2 separate regions of the Oryctolagus cuniculus genome follow, and region 1 is linked to region 2. The links are chromatin contacts, called in public Micro-C maps. All regions are on one chromosome and are shown on one strand. The core of a region is the stretch at or near the end of the contact, and the rest is flanking DNA. Distances in the headings are between cores, read along the strand shown. Region 1 overlaps LOC103350101 (a long non-coding RNA gene). Region 2 holds the start of CSF1 (colony stimulating factor 1).

What was found. A called contact is a pair of places that touch in the nucleus more often than the background predicts.
Region 1: a Micro-C map of ear pinna shows a contact between it and region 2, with 4 times the contacts expected there. The contact joins the enhancer-like site here to the promoter of CSF1 in region 2. A contact is called at or near these places in 3 of 6 Hi-C or Micro-C datasets (ear pinna, embryonic fibroblasts and an unstated tissue).

What each region holds. Positions count from the first base shown.
Region 1 is chr7:60,523,768-60,529,703 of mOryCun1.1, reverse strand. LOC103350101 (a long non-coding RNA gene) reads left to right here. Exons shown (of 3, transcript XR_007923939.2): 3 at 1-601. Among named protein-coding and RNA genes, the nearest start is that of EPS8L3, 23 kb to the left of the region's middle. Within about 2 kb of position 1,978, at least 2 of the 8 cell types and tissues checked have an H3K27ac peak or open chromatin away from gene starts, as enhancers often do. A contact at or near this core is called in ear pinna, where this site is marked.
Region 2 is chr7:60,425,291-60,431,241 of mOryCun1.1, reverse strand. It overlaps CSF1 (colony stimulating factor 1), which reads left to right and starts at 1,477. Exons shown (of 9, transcript XM_051857408.2): 1 at 1,477-1,685; 2 at 4,434-4,616; 3 at 5,709-5,771. The coding sequence starts at 1,647. All of the region lies in intron 1 of LOC138850581 (a long non-coding RNA gene), which reads right to left.

The sequences.
Region 1 (5,936 bases), core at 729-3,228, 98 kb before region 2:
ATTTTTCTAGAGGGGCCTGATTGGAGCAGCATCTGCCGTGTGTGTGGGGGGGGCACACACTGAACACGTGTGTGTATGTGTGTATGCATGTTGACATAGATGTGAAGAAATGCAGCCCTTAATAGGGTCATAAAACCTAAAACCAAGACTCCTACAAGTATCTGGGCCTGTTAGGGGATTTTTTTTTTATCTCTGGCCATTCATGAAATCAAGGGCTTCTATTTAGTTATTCCTTCAAGGAAAATGCTGAGTGGGCCTAGAAGACCCTGTGCAGGCACTGATATGGGCTAGGCAGGGAGTTGAGACTGCTACCATTCCCTTCCGCACAAGTCCCTCCTGCTAAAATCCCAATGCTTCCAGGTCATTCCAACATGGCGGCAGCCTCGGCTCGTCCATCACGCATAATATGGAAACTCCATGAAACCTTCCCAGAGATCACCGAGTACACTGAAGCCCCGCCCAGACTCCACCTGCTTTATGGGGCCACCCGGTAAAGAGACAGTCGGAAGTTACCGGTGCGGCCGCTGGGAGGAAGGCTGCCCAGTCGCTTGGGAGTGCGGAGTACCGCCTTAATCCCTTTAAATAAACCCTGCTCTCGTTCTCGCACCTTCTCTATGTCTTATGTCACACCGAGCCAGGAACTGGGCGTAAATCCAGTTGGGGAAAGCCCGGTTTCCCAGAGAAACAGTACCAGAGTTAAAAGGAAAACAGGCCCCTTGAACCCCAAAGCCCCGTGGGTCAGGGCAGATGCAGGAGCCTGCACTTGCCTGGCTGTGGAGGTCCCGCCAGAGGCCGCTGGCCACGGCAGCAGAGATGAAACTCCACCGCCAAAGGAGCCTTGAGCCTTTGTGGAAGCCCACGTGAGCATCAGTGTGGGCCACACGTTGGGGACAGGCACCAGGCGCTGTGGTCCAGCCTGTGCAAGGGTGTGGCAGGGCAGAGGCGCCTGGAGAGCGTGGTGCAGTGTGGTGTGGCCAGTACTTGGGGACAAGGACAGCGGGTGAAAGGCCACCACAAAACACACCAGATGCCAGAGTTAGAGGAAAGTTTATGATTGGGTGGGGGAAACCGACAGGCCAGAGGGAGAGAGAGCGAGCGAGGGGGCACACGTGTGGGAAGCAGGTCCCATTATAGCTTTGCAGGGGTAGGGAAGTGAGAGCAATGAATCCTATTAGGGTAGGTAGGGGTGGAGCTTGTGGTTTGGCCAACGTTTGTGGTTGGGCCATTTGGTCACCTGGCTACTGGCAAGCCAGGCTGGTCTTAGGACAGAAGCTTACTGTGCAAGATGGCAATGGGGGCCAGAGCCTGAGATGGTGCCCGGGCACAGATGGCACCATTTTACCAACTGGGGACAAACCAGGTGGAGACGTTCACCCTGTAGGTTAAGTCACCGAGGCCTTGGGGCTGGCTGAGGAATTTGGGCTGTAGTCTGTGGCGGGGGTCCCAAGCCCAAGTATCTGCAGGGACAGGGTGGGAGGTGAGGGAGTGAAGACGCTGGTGAGGGAAGACAAGGCCCTGGGAGGCAGGCGGCAGGGCAGACCCGGCGTGAGTCTTCAGAGAACCTGGGCACCTGGCATCTTAGGTGGCACTTGTATTTTTAAGCGTTAGCAGTTAATTCAAGTTGTACATGGAACACAACAAAACAGCCCAGGCCAAACAGAGAAGGCTTGTGACCTGGGCACAGGCTGCTGGTGTGTGACTTCTGGGGGGGCACCAGCCAGCTCCTGGTGGAGGTGCCTGTGTCGGAATTTGCTCCCTGTGGCAGCATTCTGCAGATGGCTGTGAGGGGCGCCGGGGTCGAGAGAGGCAGAGAAACCCCAGGTAAGCAGCTGGTAGAAACACCTCATTCTTGTGTGTTCACCTAATAAGTATTTACTGAGTACGAGCTGCGAGTCAGGTACTATTCTAGGCAGGTGCTGTTGAGACAAGCTCAGCCGCACTGTTCCCAGCCCCAGGCCAAGGGCCGGGCTAGCCCTGCCCTCCCCCGCAGGCATCCTGTCCCCTCTCCCAGGCCAGCCTCCTGCCGCCCAGCACAGCCTCTTCTCTGGATCGTGCCACCCCCCCACCCCCCCACCCCGGCCCTGTCACATCCTCTCCTCTCCTCCTCCGGAGTTAACATCCCTCCGCTCAGCCCTGCCCCTGCCCGTTCCTCCTGCGCTGCCTGCGTGCAGGCAGGAGCTGAGCTCCTAGCGCCTGCTCAGCTCTCCTGGCTGTGGACCCAAGCCAACGCTCAGGTGTTCACACAGCTGGCTGAGCACCCAGCCCCGGCTTGTGCCAGCCCAGGAGCCCCAGCCTCAAGGTGCTCCCAATAGAAGGAGCAAGCCCTGTGTGCCACCGACAGCAAGACCACTCAAGGCCCAAAGGACGGTCCTCAGGAGCCAGGGACTCCCGGTTCCCTCCGCTGGACTCTTAACCTCTTGGTCTCACAGAAGCCTCACTGCAGCCTACGGGGTGCAGCCCTGCTGTTGTTGTGGTTCCCAGAGGAGAATATCGGGGCTCAGAGACTTCACCGCTGTCCGTTTCTGCGTTGGTTTGACCCCAGGGTGGCGACTTGCAAAGCCTACTTTCTTTGTGGGGGAGGGAAGCTCCCTTGGGTTTGGGGGCCCCAGCCTGAAATGGTGGTGGTGGTGAAGATCCCAGTCCCTTCCTTCTGTTCTTTTCTTACTTTTTTCCCCCTTTTTTGATGCATGACCATCTCAAGGGCAGGGCGTGAGAAGGGGGGTGCTGTGGGTCCCTGACTGGACTCTCTCCAGCATAAGGCGTGCTGATCATTCTGCGTCCAGATAGAACGTAGCTGCCGGGGCGGGGCTGGCACCCAAGCCTCTCCTGGTCTCTGATGCTCTCTCCCTCCCCCTCCGCCTTCCCCTCCCACTCCCCCTCCAACTCCTCCGTCCCTCTCCTTCTCTCTCCCTCTCTTTTTACTGTTTTGGACAAGTAGGGATTAGGAGCGGGCTCTGTTAACTGGCCTGTGACCTTGACTCTGGGCTTGTATAATGGGCCTAAGTGCTGACTACCCCTTAGGGAGCTAGTGGAGATGAAACAGTTGAAGATCACAGAAGGAAAGTGCTTGAACGGCTCATTCAGTCCACCAGTGTTTGTGGAGCCTGTGCTCTGTGGCAGGCCCTGGGCTGGCTTTTAGGGGTATAGTCCTGAGGAAGACAGACCCACAGTCTAGAGGGACGAGGCTGGCCCCATGTAGCTAGAGGGACACCGAGAACCAAGCGCGTCGTGTCGGTCAGGCTGGTTACTGGGGAATGGGCGTGGGGTCAGGAGCTGGCCTGCAGAAATAGGATTTAGGCTTAAGGACGAAGCTCGGCCTACACAGAGCAGGCAAGGGGACCCCGTGTGAACCAAGCCCTGGGCAAGGGGCCCAGCCCAAAACTCTCCTGGGGAGGCGGTGGCGGGGGGTGGGGAGCAGACGGGCTGGGAGGGGCAACAGCCTTGCCGAAGGGAGCCTCAGAGGGTTTGGTGTGAGCCACTTGGGGACTTCGTGCCTCGGTCTGGGTCCCTACAGCTTTTTCTTGTCCCCTTTGTCCTCTGTCTACTCTCCAAGGCCAGACAGGGGCCCTGCAGGGCGGGCCCAGCCCCTCCGGTTTCCGGGGCCAGGGCAGCTGATTGAAAGCAGATGCCTGCCCCTGGTGGGGCCCTGGCCGGGGTGGCGAGGCCGTGGTAGGCCTGGCTCCCCAGTGCCGACCTCAGAGCTGCACCGCTGGCATGTCCTGGCCGCAGACTCTCTGTCAGCAAAGCCGCATCCATCCTGCCGAGGGTCGGTCACTGTGGCTGCCCACACCCCCAGCCAGCGATCTGCCTGCCACGGTGAGAAACCTCCTGTAGTCCCGGGCCTGGAGCCCCAGCTGGGGGAGGGACGGATGCCAGCTAGGTTCTTGGAAAGGTCCCGGGCTGGGAGCGACTCGGTCACTTGTCCCTGGTTCCTTGGCACACCTGTGCCAGCCCTGGGCCCAGGGAGGCTGCCATCATCCCGCTGGCCACACGCTGGGCTCTGCGCTCGGTGCCTTGCTTCCTTCTAATCCACTTAATCCTCACTGACAGCACTGTGAGGTCCACCTGCACGGCACGCGTGACTGAGGCTGGGAGGTGCAGAACTGACTCCTGGACCCGGATGCTTGGGCTCCGCTGCAGCAGGGGGGCTGCTGCTCCTGCCCCTGGCACGCGCTCCCCGTGCCTGCTGCTCTCAGGGATCCCACGCCTGCTCCAGGCTGCCCGTGTCCCAAAGGCCCTCCTTGAGGCCTGTGGCTGGGCCCAGGGAGCCAGGATGGGCCCAGAGGGTGCTGGGGCAAGGGGAGCCTGAGCCCTGGACCCTGGCGAGGACAGCATGCTTACTGTCCACTTGGCTTGGACCATGGGAAGTTACAGTTTCAACGGCTGTTGCTTGCTGTCTCCAGGGACTGGTTCCCTCACACCGTCCCCTTTTGGGGCTGCTGCTCCCACTAGACCCTGCGTTCACACTCCCCCACCCCCACTGAGCACGTGGAGGCATCCAGCAGTCAACAGGGGTCTCCCAGAGACAGCTGCTGTGTCTTCCGCAACCCTGGTGCCCCTCTCCTGATGCGCCTCACTCTCTGTGCCTGGAAGAACGGCCTCTCTCCCCTGGCCTGCTTTCCTGGTCGGTTTCTCCCTCTTCTGCCCACCCCAGCACCTCTGGCTGACCCCCACCCCTTCAGAGAGCTCTTCGTTCATCTGTCAGCCACTCAACAAGCATTCCCTGCGTCCAGACGCGGGCTGGCTGACAGCTCAGGCTCTGGAGCCAGATGCCTGGGGACACAGACACACAGCGCACTCGGCCGTCTGTTTCTGGGAGCTCCCATCTGGTGGCCTTGGGCCTGGATGAGGAAAAGCAAAGACTCCACCTCCCGATCCTGGCCTCAGCTTTGCCCTCTCCTTGCTGTCTGAGCGCTGAGAAGGAAGGATGGCAGGGGGCGCCCCTGAGACCACACTGCCTCTCATTTTCCCTCGGTTCTGCGAGAGCCGCCTTGATGGTTCCTGTTCCGGGGCAGGGGAAGGGGCTCTGCGGGAGCCCTCGGGGGGGGGGGGGCGGCAGGGGCCTGTGGCTTCCTGGGAACCTTCAGATGCACAGGAATGAGAGGCTGCTTACGTTTTCAGATCTGGAAAGGAGAAGTAGCCCCAACCCCAGCGTGGATCCTGGGGAAGCAAAAGGGACTCAAGCTTTGGTCCAGTCTGGGAGGGGTGGACCCAGGAGCCCCAGCTGCCTGGCCCTGGGAGAATGGCTGCATACAGCACACACAGGCCCCCGGGGCTGTGGGCCGTCGCCTCGGGAGCAGAGCTGAGCAGGTGGTCACCGCCAGTCGCCCCTGGTCACCATTGGATCAGCACCCCCAGAGAACTGTGGCCTGCCCTGTGCTCTGGCTGGCACGGGGCCAGCTTCCTCCTCCTGGCCCCACGCTGTCCCCTGCAGTGGGAACGGATCAGCTTTCCAATTCTCCTGGCCGAGGTGCAGAAGTTGGGCCCTCCGCCTCCCTCTTTCTGACACACAGGACCTGAGGGTTCTTGGGCAATTCCAAGGGAGAGGAAGCTTCGAGAGGAAGGTACAGTCGTTCAAGCACAGACGCTGCCCTGTGGACGATGGGCAGAGAGCCCGAGAAGCCCATGGTGAGTTGAGTAGCCTGAGTGGACGTGCACACAGCATACCTGACCTGCTGAGCACCGCAGCACACAGTCAAGTGGCAGTGGCTGGCCCTCGTGCCGGTGGGGCTGACCAGCAGCTCCTACCCAGCGTCAGGGCAGAGCACCATCGTGCGTTTCCCTAGCCCAGGAGAAGGTGGCATCTCCAAGGAGGAAGCCTGGCTTCTGGTGCTTGAGATCCACCAGCTGAGATCCACCGTCAGGGGGTCCAGACAGCTTTAACATTATTTGCTTAAAGATTTATTTTATTTGAAAGGCAGAGTGACAGAGTGGGA
Region 2 (5,951 bases), core at 228-2,727:
TGGCCGGCTGCCCAGCGTCATATGCCCCTGGGTCCAGCACGGGCCCGGTCCCCAGCAGGCACTTAGTGCACCTCTGCTAAATGAATGTGTTATTTTCCAACAGCCTCATTCAGTCCAACCACAATGAACTGCACACCTACTATGTGCTAGCACTAAGCGAACGTGGGAACCATCTGGAGGAAGTCTTAGTCCAGTGTAGGGGCAGAGTATAGTTATCAGTGCCACCTTCGATGCTTTCCAAATATGGAGCAGGAATGGACGACCACCAAGTTCCCAGGGCCACTGTGGAGGAATGAGCCAAGGCCGGTGGAAACGCATGGGAAGAGAAGTCTTTGATTGGCTGGGAGAATCACCCAAGCCTCTACAGGCAGAAGATGCCTTAAGGGCTGAGGATTTTGCCTTAAGCACAAGTGGTGAAAGGAGCCTTCCAAGCAGAGGGCCATTGGAGCAAAGGCCCGCAGGGATCAAACTATTGCTTGGGCTTTAGCAAGGGCTGTGTCAGAGCAAGACACCTCTTGGCAACTGGGTCATACATCCTGTATTTCCCAGGGCGTAGGGGTGGGCGGCCTCACAGAGGGATTGAAGTGCATTGAATGGTAATGAATTAAAGAAAGATAAGACTCCTGAAGTTGTTAGAATTCACAGGCTCCTGGAATCAGACCTCATTGACTAACCACCTCAGCGAGTACATTTCCAAAAGCATCCAGGAAAATCCAAGAGTGCGGGCCGTGCAGGCCTTTACCATCCGAGCTGAGCTTGGTGGCCAGGAGGGAGCATGGGCACTGGCCAACATTCACATCGTCTGCGGTCAAGCGCCTGCAGTGCCTCCTGGCATCTAAAGCAGAGGCTGGCAGCTCTCCGTCACAGGATACAGGTAACTGGCCTTCCTGCCCCCAAAAAAGGAGCCAAGCCAAGAGGCTGGGGGTGCATGGGAAGCCTGGGGCTGCCTGCAAAGCTGCTGTCTCCACGCGGGGCTGCCGCGAGCACCAGGCGGGAGACAGTCTTCAGGTTTGTCCTCCCTCCCAAGTGCCTGTCTCTGCTCTCGGCCAATTTCCTGTTCCGACTAGGGGGTTTTTCCAGGCCTAGAGGGAAAGTCCCTTGGGACAAGCGCTGGAAAAAGAGTAACAGCACCGAATCGGTGTGGAGAGCACAGGAGGAGAGGCTGTGCGCCGAGGGCGCGAGGAAGGGCGGGGTGAGGTGGGCGGCGGAGCCTGCAGAGTGGAGCACAGAAAACAGAAGGCGACCGGGAAGCAAACGAGCGAGCAAGCGAGCGGGGCGACCGGCCGGCGGGCTGGGGGAGGGGAGGCGGCTCAGTGGGCCTTGGGAGTGTGTGTCTGTGTCCGTGTGTGTGTGTGTGTGTGTGTGTGCGCGCGCGCGCGCGCGTGTGTGTCTCTGGCGCCTGTCCAGGCTGATTTCCCATAAACCACATGCCCCACGAGCCCGCCGCTTAAAAGGCTGTGCCGGGGGCTGGCCAGCGACGTTCGGCCCGGGGAAAGTGAAAGTTCGCCTGGGTCCTGTCGGCGCCGCCGCCGCTCTCTACAGCCCGGACAGCTGCGCGGCCCTCGGCCAGGGAGCCCACTCCGCAGCGGCCGGCGAGCGAGCGAGCGAGGGCGGCCGCCGCGCCCGGCCGGGACCCAGCTGCCCGCATGACCGCGCGGGGCGCCGCCGGGCGCTGCCCTCCCACGGTAAGCAGCGGCCGAGGCGCGGAGCCCGGCCGGCCAGGGGCGAGGGCCCCTCGGAGCCCCCAGCCCGGGGCTCAAAGCTGTCCTGGCGCCCTGGCAGCGAGCGCGGGCTCGGATTTCCTGACCGACCCCCTTTGAGCAAGGACCGTGCGAGCCCCCGCCTGCCCTGCAGCTGCTGCCGAAGCTGCAGCGCTTTCCCGGCACAGGGAAGGCTGCCCACCCCATTGCGCGGAGGGGAACGCTGAGCCAGCCACAGGCGGGAGAGAGGGGTTGCAGCCAGGGGCGGAGGCCCCGCGTCAGCCGGGGCGCCTGTCAGCCTGGGCGCCTGGGCGCCGAGCCTGGCGCCTTCCCCACTGGGCACCTTCTTGGGGCCACGCGTGTGCTTCCAGGTCCTGCTGGGGAAGGGGCACTTCTGGATGGAACAGTTCTGGGGTCACCCAGCTTGCAGGGCGTCAGGGCCTGTGCTGGGCAACCTGCTGGCGGAGGGAAGGGCATGGGCAAGCCGCTGCTTGTTCCAGCCCCCAAGCGGGGGCTGCTGGAGTTAGGGCGCAGGCACCAGCGTCTCCTGCTAGCCCTGAGTCCCTTTCTTGCAAACTCAGCTGGGGAGATGCTGAGCTTCAGGTCGGTAGAGGAAGGTGGAAAGGAGTTCGGTTTTGTCGAGCCAGGGCTGCTTAGGAGACCCCTGTCCTGCGATGGCAACAGCTGCTGCAGCGCCTAGAAAGCTGGTGTGGCCCCTGCTCAAGAACAATAAGTGGTCTCCTAATGGGCTGGCTTCTGAGGAGCCCTGCGGATGTGGTGGTGGTGGTGGGGACCTGGGAAAAACAGCAGACAAACACCTAGAGGGCAGAGGGTTGCAGGTGGGTGAGATGGGGAGAGGAGTGGATCTCCAGGGGAGGAAGCACCCGATTGAGGGCACAGGGACAGGGATGGGCTGTTAGCAACAAGGCGAAAATAAGGGGCTGGAAGTGAGAGTTCGAGGAAAGAGAAAGAAAATACAGGAGAGAGAAGGGCGCTGGGGTTAGACGGGAGCAGCCCAAGGGTCCCCCTGAGCCTTTGTTGAAGGCGGAGATGGAGCAGGCTGGTGGCGAATGATGGACAGCTGGGCTGAGCCAGCGTCTCAGCATCTCTCTGATTTTTGCCCAGTGCTGCTCCCACAGGCAGAGGCCCAGACTGGTGGGAGGGAGGAAGAAGGAAGCAGGACAGGAGCCTGCCCAGCCAGATGCAGGCTTGGAGGATTAACCCTTGGGCACCCAGCTGGGTCCTCCCTAGAGGCAGAACTGGGGTTCCAGGTCTAGGGGCAAAGTCAGTCAGCCCCCTGTGTGGTGGCTGTGCAAAGTGCCCCAGCCAGGCCACCCCAGGCGAAGGAAGCGCTGCCTCACCTGGCTGGGCACCACGTGCTTGAGGGGAGGCTGTCTTCTCTCATCCCCTTCTGTGGCGGGCTCTTGTGTAACGTTCACACCAGGGGCTCGGAGTCTCACCAGCAGGCAGCCTGGGGCCCAGACACCTTCTGTGTGGCCAGTTCCCTCCAACAGGTTCCCACCCCGGGTTTCCTGATGGTCTGGGCAGCTGCTCCCACCCAAGGCTACCTCCCCGATTGTCCCAGAGCCTGAGGTCCCTGCTTCCCCGTGACTGTCCTCCTGCTCTTTGACAGTCTCTGTCCCCCAGGCCAGGCCAGACCCCTCACAGTCCCCGTGCTGAATGGCACTGGGCCATGGTGTGCCCCCTTCGTCCCCTGCCATCAATGTCTGCCTCCCCAGCTTCTAGGGCCTCAGCGGGGCCCCTCCTTCCCACCCTCTGCCCGCCATTCGTGCAGAGCTGCCCCGCCTCTGTGGTGAGAGCTGGCAAGCATCCGGGCTTTGGTTAGGTGTAAATCAGCATGCTGTTGTTGATTTGCATAGCTTTCCCAGTGTGTTCCTTAGGTGCAGTGTTTGTCTCATCATCTGCATCTCTGAGGCCAAGCCCAGAGCCCAGGAAAGTGCCAGCCCGCAACCCACAAGCATCAGCCGCCAAGAGGCCCAGGAGCGCCCAAGAGGCAACCTCTAGCTGAAGAAAGCAAGTGCAGGGCTTTGCTGCTGCCAGCCTAGGATGGGGAGACCTAGCACCAGGGAGAGGGATGAGGGGACGCTGGTGAGGAGGAAGGAAGGGAAAAGACAAAGCATCAGGACCCGGTGCCGTCACTCTGGGACGGAGCACCTGCTGGGCCAGGTGGGTGCTCAGAGTGGGAGCAAACTTCTCTGCCACTCTAGGAGCTGGCTGACTGCAGAGGCTGCTGGGACTCCCCCAGGAAGACGCCCAGCAGGGATGGCTCAGAGCTAGTGCTGCTGCCTCTGATTCATCAGCTGGGCTCCAAGAGGTCTCTGGCATGGGATGAGTTCCCAGTGAAACTGAGTTTGGTCCCCTGGTTCGTCTAGTGGCAGAGCCAGATCTGTGTGGAGCCAGGTGGGAGGAAGGGCTAGGCCCCGGGGGTACTTGTGTCTGGCTTGCGTGCAGAAGCCGGTGCATGAACGTGAACTTGAGGGCAGCGCAGAAGCTGCCTGGCTCAGTGCTGATGCTGCAGGCTGCCTTGGGTTTATTGGGGACGGCTGCTTGGAGAAGGTGACATTTATGTTGTTAACCGCTGGAGAGGGAGCTTGTGCTGTGACTGTTAGGAAACCCTGGGAAGAGTGGATTTGGGGAATGCCACATCCTGGGGTGCAGGCCAGAGCTTGAGGCATTGCAGGTCTCAGGTGTTTGCTTCTCGGCCCTCAGCAGGGAAGGAGGGTGACTGGGGAGAGAGAAAGCCGAGGAGAAATGACGCCCTCTCTGTCTCAGACATGGCTGGGCCCCTGGATGCTGCTGGCCTGTCTCCTGGCGAGCAGGAGTGTCGCCGAGGTGGTGTCTGAGCACTGCAGCCACATCATCGGGAACGGGCACCTGCAGTCCCTACAGCAGCTGGTGAGTGCCTAGCCGGGCCTTGACCCTGCCTTCTCCCACTGCGGAACCTGAGGCAAGAGGCAGCGAGCACGGGCAGTGGGAGGGACACGGGACAGAGGGCTCCCAGCCAGCTGCACTGAGTCTTCTCTCCGTCCCCCTTCTCTCCATCCCCTTCAGTGTCCCCAACTCTGCAGCCCTTTGCGACTCCCCTGGCTTACTGGTTGCCCAGGAGTGTCCACTGTGGACTCTGAAAAGGCTCCAAGGCCTGCTTTCCCTCAGGGGCAGCCTCCTCTGGGAAGCCAGCCCAGTGTGCCTGCTGGGCCCAGATGTTGCCTCCAGCTCCTGGACTCCCAGATATGCTGCCAGCCTGGCATTGCAGCCCCACCCAGAGGTGGAGGGCAGGCTCCTGCCTAACTGCCAGCCCTCCACCCTCACGTCCCTGGCTCTCGCCGCTGGGACCGGGATGCCCATGTCTCATTCTGATCGCGCTGGCGGAGTCGTCAACAGCCCCAGACGTGGTCCAGCCAGGCAGAAGCAGGTTGTTGTCATGGCTGCTGTCCGGCTCAGGGGGAAATGTATGCTTCCTCTGGCCAGCCAGGCAGGGTGAGACAGTACAGGCTAAAGCTGGCTCCAGGGCCCTGTAGGCTGGGCCTCTGGCCTCCCCCCATCCCTGTACTGGTCCTTTTGCATGGAGCCACTGCAGTAATCCAAGGTAGGCCAAGAGCCGTCTCGTTCTCTGAGGCTCCAGACACAGAACCACTGCTCGTGGGATCAAAGGTGTCCAGCCCCAGCCCCTACAGATCCTGAATCCCCAGCGCTTGCCCAGTCTCTGCTTGAGTTTCTGCCATGATAGGGTGCCCACTACTTCCCAGAGACAGACTGGCTGGTCCCACAGCCCGGGAGGTAGAGGCAGGAGCTATTTTTTGTTCTTTTACAGCTCTCCCCTAGGCACGCCTAAGGCACAAACCTCCCTCTAGCTTTGGCTCTGTCTTACCACCTGTGGCAGGTGGATGAAAGTCGCATCCTGATCCCCCCAGAAACTAGCTGCCTGTTCTGAGGCAAGGTCAGTTGAGTTACAGACTCCCTGCAACCACTGGCCCATTCTCTTTACAGATTGACAGTCAAATGGAGACCTCATGCCACATTGCCTTTGAGTTTGTGGACCAGGAGCAGTTGGTGAGTGACAGGCATGCGTGCACCATGTATGGTGGAGTGCACATGGGAACGTGCCGACAAAGAAGTCCTAGAGCTGGACAGGATGAGGGTGTGAGGTGCCCCTGGGTGCTCAAGTCTAGGGGGTCAGGGCAGGGGAGGAGCCAGGACTCAAGCTCCCTGCTGTTCCCTTCTCCTGGCCTG